Regions from separate parts of the Pan troglodytes genome. Here region 2 is linked to region 1. The links are chromatin contacts, called in public HiChIP or PLAC-seq maps. All regions are on one chromosome and are shown on one strand. The core of a region is the stretch at or near the end of the contact, and the rest is flanking DNA. Distances in the headings are between cores, read along the strand shown. Region 1 holds the start of UBXN11 (UBX domain protein 11). Region 2 holds the start of PDIK1L (PDLIM1 interacting kinase 1 like).

Region 1 (3,701 bases), core at 839-3,338:
GGCCCTGGGTGGGAAGAAGGGATGGGGTAAATCCTGGTGCCTGGGTAAATGCCACTCATGATCTGGTTCTTGCTGAGGCAGGAATCAGAGGGCAGACCACAGTAGGGCTCATGAGACCAGAGCTCCTGCTTCCCACGCTTGCTTATCTCCATGAGCAAGGTGACAGTATGAAGTTGCCACTCACCCTGACCATGGGTCCAACCTCAAAAAACACTTGGCCCCAACGTGATCTCAGTCTTTCTCATCTTCATATACCTAAAACCTCAGAAAACTTTCTGGGAGCAGCTCAGCAACAAGAGAGCTCTTCCTATGTCCACTCTCCAGTCACACTTTCCGCCCAGACTCCTCCCTTGGCAGTAGGTCTGTACCACCTTCTTCCTTGGCTTATCTATGCCTGCCTTGTTTACCAGAGTGAAAGTTTCTAGGAAGAGCATGGACTCTTGAGGCTGACCGTTCTGGGTTTGAATCCACTTCTGCTTCCTGCCTTTATAATCTTATGCAAGCCACTGTACTACCCTGAGCTTGTTTTCTCATCTGTTTTTTTCTTTTTTCTTTTCTTTTCTTTTTTTTTTTTGACAGAGTTTCACTCTTGTTGCCCAGGCTGGAGTGCAATGGTGCGATCTCAGCTCATCGCAACCTCCGCCTCCCAGGTTCAAGCGATTCTCCTGCCTCAGCCTTCCTGAGTAGCTGGGATTACAGGCATGCGCCATCATGCCCGGCTGATTTTGTATTTTTAGTAGAGACGGGGTTTCTCCATGTTGGTCAGGCTGGTCTCGAACTCCCGACTTCAGATGATCCGCCTGCCTCAGCCTCCCAAAATGCTGGGATTACAGGCGTGAACCACCACGCCCGGCCCTCATCTGTAAATTTCATGTTACCATCTGGTACTTGGCACTCAGTAGTAGTAGCTCTCTTTAGCTTCCAATTTGCATATAAAGAATGCTGTCCACTTTGGGAGGCAGAGATGGGCGGATGGCTTGAGCTCAGGAGTTTGAGACCAGGCTGGGCAACATGGCAAGACCCCGTCTCTACAAGAAAATACAAAAACTAGCTGGGCGTTGTTGTGCACACCTGTAGTCCCAGCTACACTGGTGGCTGTGATGGGAGGATAGCTTGAGCCTGGGAGGCGGATGTTGCAGTGAGCAGAGCCTACCCTTCCCTGAATGTGGTAGGCTAGAAAGTCAAACGGAAAATTAAAAAAAAAAAAAAAAGCAACAGAAAAACACTCTTGGGTTGTGCAGAGAAAGGGCTTTTGAACCTGGGCACAAAGAAGTGAGTGCCTGAGATCAGAAATCATAAACTCCCAGACCATCACAGCTGAAAGGGTGGAGAGATGATGATGATGATTAACAGCAGGAAACGTTTTTGAAAAAGTGCTCTCTACAGGTGTTTCTGTTTCGGCTTTCCCCTTTAAAATCGTGTACTTTGCATTACCTTATTTAATCCTCACGGCAACCCAGTGGGGGTAGGTATTATCACTGTTTTACAGATATAAAAACTAAGGTGTATAAAGTGCCCAAGAACACACAGTAAGGAGCCAGGACTCCTAATTCCAAAGTTCGTGGTCTTAACTGCCTTTAGCTGTTTTGGTGACTGAGTCTAATCCAACACAATTTTACAGATGAGGCTCAGGGAGGGGAAATTGTCTTACCCAACTCTTAACACAAGGCAACTAGAATTTGGGCCTCCCTTCCGGGCGCCAGTCTGGTCAAGGATTTGTCACAGAAACTCAGATTTAAGAAACATTTATTAAGTACTTGCATCATTGCAATCCATCCTCAAAGCAGCCTCCGTGAAGTATTACAGTACTTCGTGTTACAACACTGATCATATGGGGAAATAAGCTAAGAGGGATAATTCCTCCCAAGATCAATTTAGCAAAATAGCGGCACTGTCGGGATCACACATTCAGGTCCTGAATGTGAGGCTGCCAGCAGTTTCATTAACCTAATCCCAGGCTCCTTCCTCCCGCACCTGAAGGTAGGAACGAACCCCCACCCCCCGCGCCCCGGACCTGGAGCCCTCTCAGAGCGGTGCATTCTGGGATTCGCCCGCGAAGAATACCGACTCTGTGGGCCAATAGAATCCGAGCACAGGCGACTGTATCCACCTTCGCTGTCTGCAGGTTGCTCAGGCCTCCCTCAAACTAGCCAATGAGAAGTGCACGGGTCCTGGTCGCCTAGGAAACCGCGTGACAACAAGATGGCGGCGCTGCGGGACGCCTAGCGGCCCTGCGTGGTGAGTCTGGCTTAAGACCTTTCTGCCGCTGGAGTCCCCACGCAGGCTGGAGCCCGAGCCCCGAGGGCCTGCGAGCTCCGCGGCTCCCACAGGAGAGGTTCAAGACCCTGCTTACCATGACTACGCGTGGAGGCGGAAGGAGGCGACACGGCCTCCAGGGCTGGGTTAGATCGTGATAGACGTCGCTCCCTGAGCGCGTCCTGGGGGCATTAGGGAGTCCTGGCAGCGGGCCGGACCGTGTCCCCGCCAGAGCTCTGGGCTCTGGGGATGACGGAGAGGCCGAGGAGGTGTGAAGAAGAATGTTGTGAGTCAAGCACAGCACTGAGTTTGGTTCCAAAGATGTAGAGGCATGGTACAGAGATTTGCTCTCAGAGCCAGGTCTGAAGTGGGTGACAACTCTGCCTTAAGGACCTTTTGGCCTGAGGGGTAGTCACAGGCCTGCCCTTGGAAGCCCCAGAGTGAAGGAGTTAGGCGACTGTCCTCAGGGCTCCCTAATCTGAAGGAGAAAGAGATATGCCCCTGCCCTCAGGAGTCCCCCCAAACGGACAGGGAAATGCAGCCTTTGCCCTCAGGGGCCCTTGTAATCTGGGAGAAGATTAACCTGGAGACAATGTGTCGGACTGGACTGGAGTGACACTGGAAGTAGGGAAGTCAGTTGGGGGCCATGTGACAGCCCCCAGAATGGGCAGTGAGAGTCCCACTAGGACGGCCGACGGTGGCCATGGAAAGGGGCAGCTATATATGAGAGAGTTTAGCCTGCAGGGTTTGATGTAAGAGGCAAGATGGCGTAAGAGGGAAGGAAGAGAAAAAATGTGGTTGGGTGATGGGGTCCCATTAAGAAGGGGGAAGTGGGAGGAAGTGAGTTTGACGAAAATGTTGGATTTGGTTTAGGAGTTTTGTTTTTTTTTCCCTATGACAGCTTTATTGAGATATAATTCACGTATTACATACTTCACTCCTTTAAAGTGTAAATTTCAATTTTTAGTATATTTTAGTATATATTCCATTTATATGAAATGTGCAGTGTGGGCAAGTCTATAGAACAGAAAGTAGATTTGTGGTTGCCTAAGGCTGCCTTGGAAAAGGGGTGGGGGCTGGAGGGTAAGTTGGGGGTGACTGCCAAAGGGTACAGGGTTTGTTTAGGCTGACGAAAATGTTCTAAAATTGTGATGGTAGTACAGCTCTGTGAATATACTAAAAAGAAATTTACACTGTAAGAAGGTGAAATATGTGAATTATATCTCAAAGCTGTTTTATGAAAAAGGTTGCATACTGTATAATTCCATTTGTGTAACTTTTTTGAAGTAAGAAAATTATAGAGATGGGCCAGGTGGGGTGGCTCACGCCGGTAATCCTAGCACTTTGGGAGGCTGAGGCAGGAGAATTGCTTGAACCTGGGAGGCGGAGGTTGCAGTGAGCCAAGATTGCGCCATTGCACTCCAGCCTGGGCGACAGAGCGAGAC
Region 2 (3,701 bases), core at 413-2,912, 200 kb after region 1:
AAGTAACCTGAGATTGTACAATATTTATTCTGTACAGCTGGGGAAGCAAAAGGCTACTGACCCTAGAGCCTGAGAAGTTGGGATCCACTACTTCAAGTCTACAGGATAGATTTAATAAAAAGAAATGACTTCTGAGATTGTGTTCAGTCCCACTTCCTCTAACTGGACACCCACCCTTCAAATCGCTACTGAATTTCCTAGTGTCTAATTTCCTGCCACAGAATCCTCTGCGCCGGCTGCACAGCAGACGAGCTTTCCTGCTCTACGGGGATCGCCAATCACATCCACTCAAGGTGGTTCGTGTCTCTGAAGCAGTGCCATGTCCTCTCCAGCCTGGTACAGTCCCCATGGGGAAGAGCACCTTCCTGAATAGGGAGGAGAGGGGTGTTTATGAAACCCGTGGGATCCCGGATCCAATGATGCATCCGGTGCGAACCTAAGTGACTTTCGACCGAAAGTGGCGGGCCCTCGCTCCCGCTGCTCTAACCAGGCGCTGGGACGCGAGCCGGCCAGGCCAGACACCTGCCGGCGCCCGGGAAGGGCCAGTCGCGGCCAGAGGTGTTGCCCGACGCGGCGGCTCAGGCCGCGCTCATTGGCCAAGTGTCAGGCCCTCCCCCTCCTCGGCCGTGCTCAGATGAAGCCCGGAGGGGAGCCTCCCGAGCCCCTTCGCTCTGAGGAGCCAGCCCTGCAGTTGCCTCAACTCCTCGGGGCTGGGGGCTGAGGGCCGGGGGGAGGTGGCCCCGGTATGAGAGGAGGCCGCGACTGGGGTCGGTGGCCTGAGGAGCGCAGGGCCTTCCCCAGGATGACTCCGCTGACAGGTCTGTGACAAGCCTCCCAGGGAGGGAGGCACATGCAGGGCCGTCGGCTCTGCAGCAAGACCTCTCCGCCACGCCGAAGGGCCAGATTTACCTCAGGGTAGACGCTGCCGCTTCTCCCTCTCATGGGCTCTGCAGGCCGCCATTATCGGGCAGCTCGCGCCTCCGCTGCCGCCGCCTCCAGTCAGCAGCCGGCGCGCGCCCCCGTGGTGCGCGCGGACACACCCCCTTACGCCGACGGCCCCGCCCCCCTCCGGCTTTCCGTAGCGCGAGCCGGGACGTTCCGCGCCACCGACGAGGCGCGCGGCCGGCGCTCCGCTCGCCTCCTCCCTCTCTCGAGGATTTGCGGAGCCGGGAGTCGTCGGAGGTGTGCGCGCTCCGGAGCGCACCACTGGTGCTGCTCCCCGCAGGGGTGGCCGGGCTCGGGAACCGCGAGGCCACGCCACGCCGGGGCTCGGCCACCCTCCAGCCGCAGCGGGCGCTCAGGGCCCGCGGCCCCGGGGACGGTCTGCAGCGGCAGGTCCGGGCCTGGGGCTGCGCGCGCCCGGCGGCGGCCTCCCCTCCCCCTACCCGCCCCCTTCCGACCTACCGAGCTGCGGGCTGGGGTGCGGGGCTCGCTGGGGTGGAACGCCCGGTGCATCTTCTGCGCGGGTCTCGGGTGCCTGCGGGGCGCGGTGCTCTTTGGCGGGCCCGCGGGGAGGTGCGGCCCGACCAAGGAGGCCTGGCGTCCGCCCCGCCGGGAGGGAGACTGCAGCTTTTGTCCGAGTCACTGAGCCATGTTTGCGGGCGGTGCAGTTGCCGAGACGGCGGCGGCGGCGGCGGCGCGGGGCTGGGTGCGATCATCTGGGAGGATGCCGTCCCCTGCCCCGTCGGCGCGGTGGTATCTCCCTTAAAGAGGCCGGCGCCTCATTGTTCCCCGGCCGCGGCCGCAGGGAGCCAGGGCCACCTCCTCGGCGTGGGGAGTGAGGGCGCGGCGGCGCCTGCACCTGGCTGCGGCGCCCGCAGCGCCCCCCCCACCGAGGCTCCTGGTGGAGGGTTGGTCTGCAGTCGGCGCAGGGGAGAGGCCTTGGTCCGAGCCAGGATCCACCGCGCTCCTGCCGCTCTCGGGGCTGGACAGTCAATGGGGTCCCCGCCGCTGCTGCAGTCACTCGGCTGCCACACGCTGTTAGTCAGATCCCGCACGCTGTTGGCCCCACAGCCAGCCCGGGGTCACTTAGGACCGCATTCGTCAGTCATCCAGTTGTTAGATCAGTAAGCATCCGCCAGAAAAGTCCATTCCTTCTTACTCGATTTATTCTGCACCCATTACTTCTCAGCAGGGTGATGATTCCTCCTCCCAGCGCTCGCTCTATAAGGCACGATGTACAAAGAATCCCTGTCGCTGTGCTCAAAGATCAACCCATTTTATTTTCTGTCCTTTATGCCCCTTCTCCCGAGAGTCTGGCACTGGGTTAGGTCTTTATATAAATGATCTTGCTTAATCCTAACCAAACCCCACAAGAGTAGGTTTTATTATCCTGTTTTTACAGGTGAGGAAACACCTCTGCCTCTTCTCACTGAAGTGTCTGTTTTGAGATGTGTCTACCTTGAATACCCATTCCTGGTGTAACACACCCTCCCCTTAAAAAAAAAAAAACAACAACCGTTCTGTAATCTGTTCAGATTTTTGTCCTGAGTGCCATCCAAGTGTCAAGTCTTCAGCTGTTTGCTGGAAACACTGGTGTCAGCCAAGACTTATTTCCCGCCCTCAAAAGTAGAGGGAAAATATAGAAGGCTCTGCGTAGACAGCTAACTACCTGTGTGGGTTATTGATCCGAATCAGGGGAGGGACCTCTCTCTCGATCAAAGTAGCGTTTTCATTTTGTCTCAGTCATTAAATATCATAGGAACCCTTGCTCTTAAGTCAGCTGCAGATGAGATTTGAAATCCACTCTCGCCCCCAGTTTAGGCTCACTGTTAAGTCTGTGAGGGGGGTTTAGATCTTGTGGGACCTGAAACTTAAATAATTTGGGGTGTCCTCCTGAGGAAAAATGTTATAAAATGGCCCTGTGAACACATATCTGGAACACTGGAAAGGGTCCCTATAAGTAAAGGACTCTGAAGCTTAAGATTCATTAGTTTCAAGGTAAATCTGCCTCCTGCTTATTATGTTACGTCGTTTTTTTTAGCCTGTAGGCCTCCTGGAGGACTGAGAATTCCTAGGGGCAGGAACCTTGTCTGTGATTCATCTCTGCAGCCTCCTCAATCTGATATGGTATCAAAATACACCTAAGGCTAGCATTCTCATACATAGCTGGTGGGAAGACAAAGTGATATAACAGTTAACAAGGAAATTTGGCAATATATAGCAATATTATTTGATCCAGTAACCCTAGATCAAGTACTAGATTTCGAGGAATCTATCCTAGTAATATACTGGCAAACACACACACACAAAACAACAAACCTGTATGTACAGGGCTGTTCATTATGGCATTAATGAATAGCAAAAGATTGGAAACTGCTCACATGTCTAATGATAAAGAACTGGTTGAATAAATTATAGTACATACACAGGATAAAGTACTATGCAGCCATGAAAAGCTATGTGGAAGAGGCCTGGCATGGTGGCTCACACCTGTAATCCTAGCACTTTGGGAGGCCGAGGTGGGCGGATCACTTGAGGTCAGGAGATCAAGACCAGCCTGGCCAATGTGGTGAAACCCTGTCTCTACTAAAAATACAAAAATTAGGCGGGTGTGGTGGCACTTGCCTGTAGTCCCAGGTACTTGGGAGGCTGAGGCAGGAGAATCTCTTGAACCTGGGAGGCGGAGGTTGCAGTGAGCCGAGGTCAAGCCACTGCGCCCCAGCTTGGGCGACAGAGCAAGACTCTGTCTCAAAAAAAGA

Evidence for each region. HiChIP or PLAC-seq counts read pairs in DNA pulled down with a chosen protein or histone mark.
Region 2: an H3K4me3 HiChIP or PLAC-seq map of stem cell-derived excitatory neurons shows a contact between it and region 1, with 2.6 times the contacts expected there. The contact joins the promoter of PDIK1L here to the promoter of UBXN11 in region 1. A contact is called at or near these places in 1 of 7 Hi-C or Micro-C datasets (stem cell-derived neural progenitor cells) and 1 of 1 datasets of contacts at active chromatin or transcription factors (stem cell-derived excitatory neurons).

The regions. Positions count from the first base shown.
Region 1 is chr1:204,661,591-204,665,291 of NHGRI_mPanTro3-v2.0_pri, forward strand. UBXN11 (UBX domain protein 11) reads left to right here and starts at 2,089. Exons shown (of 14, transcript XM_063784349.1): 1 at 2,089-2,238.
Region 2 is chr1:204,857,202-204,860,902 of NHGRI_mPanTro3-v2.0_pri, forward strand. PDIK1L (PDLIM1 interacting kinase 1 like) reads right to left here and starts at 1,663. Exons shown (of 3, transcript XM_001137143.7): 1 at 1,405-1,663.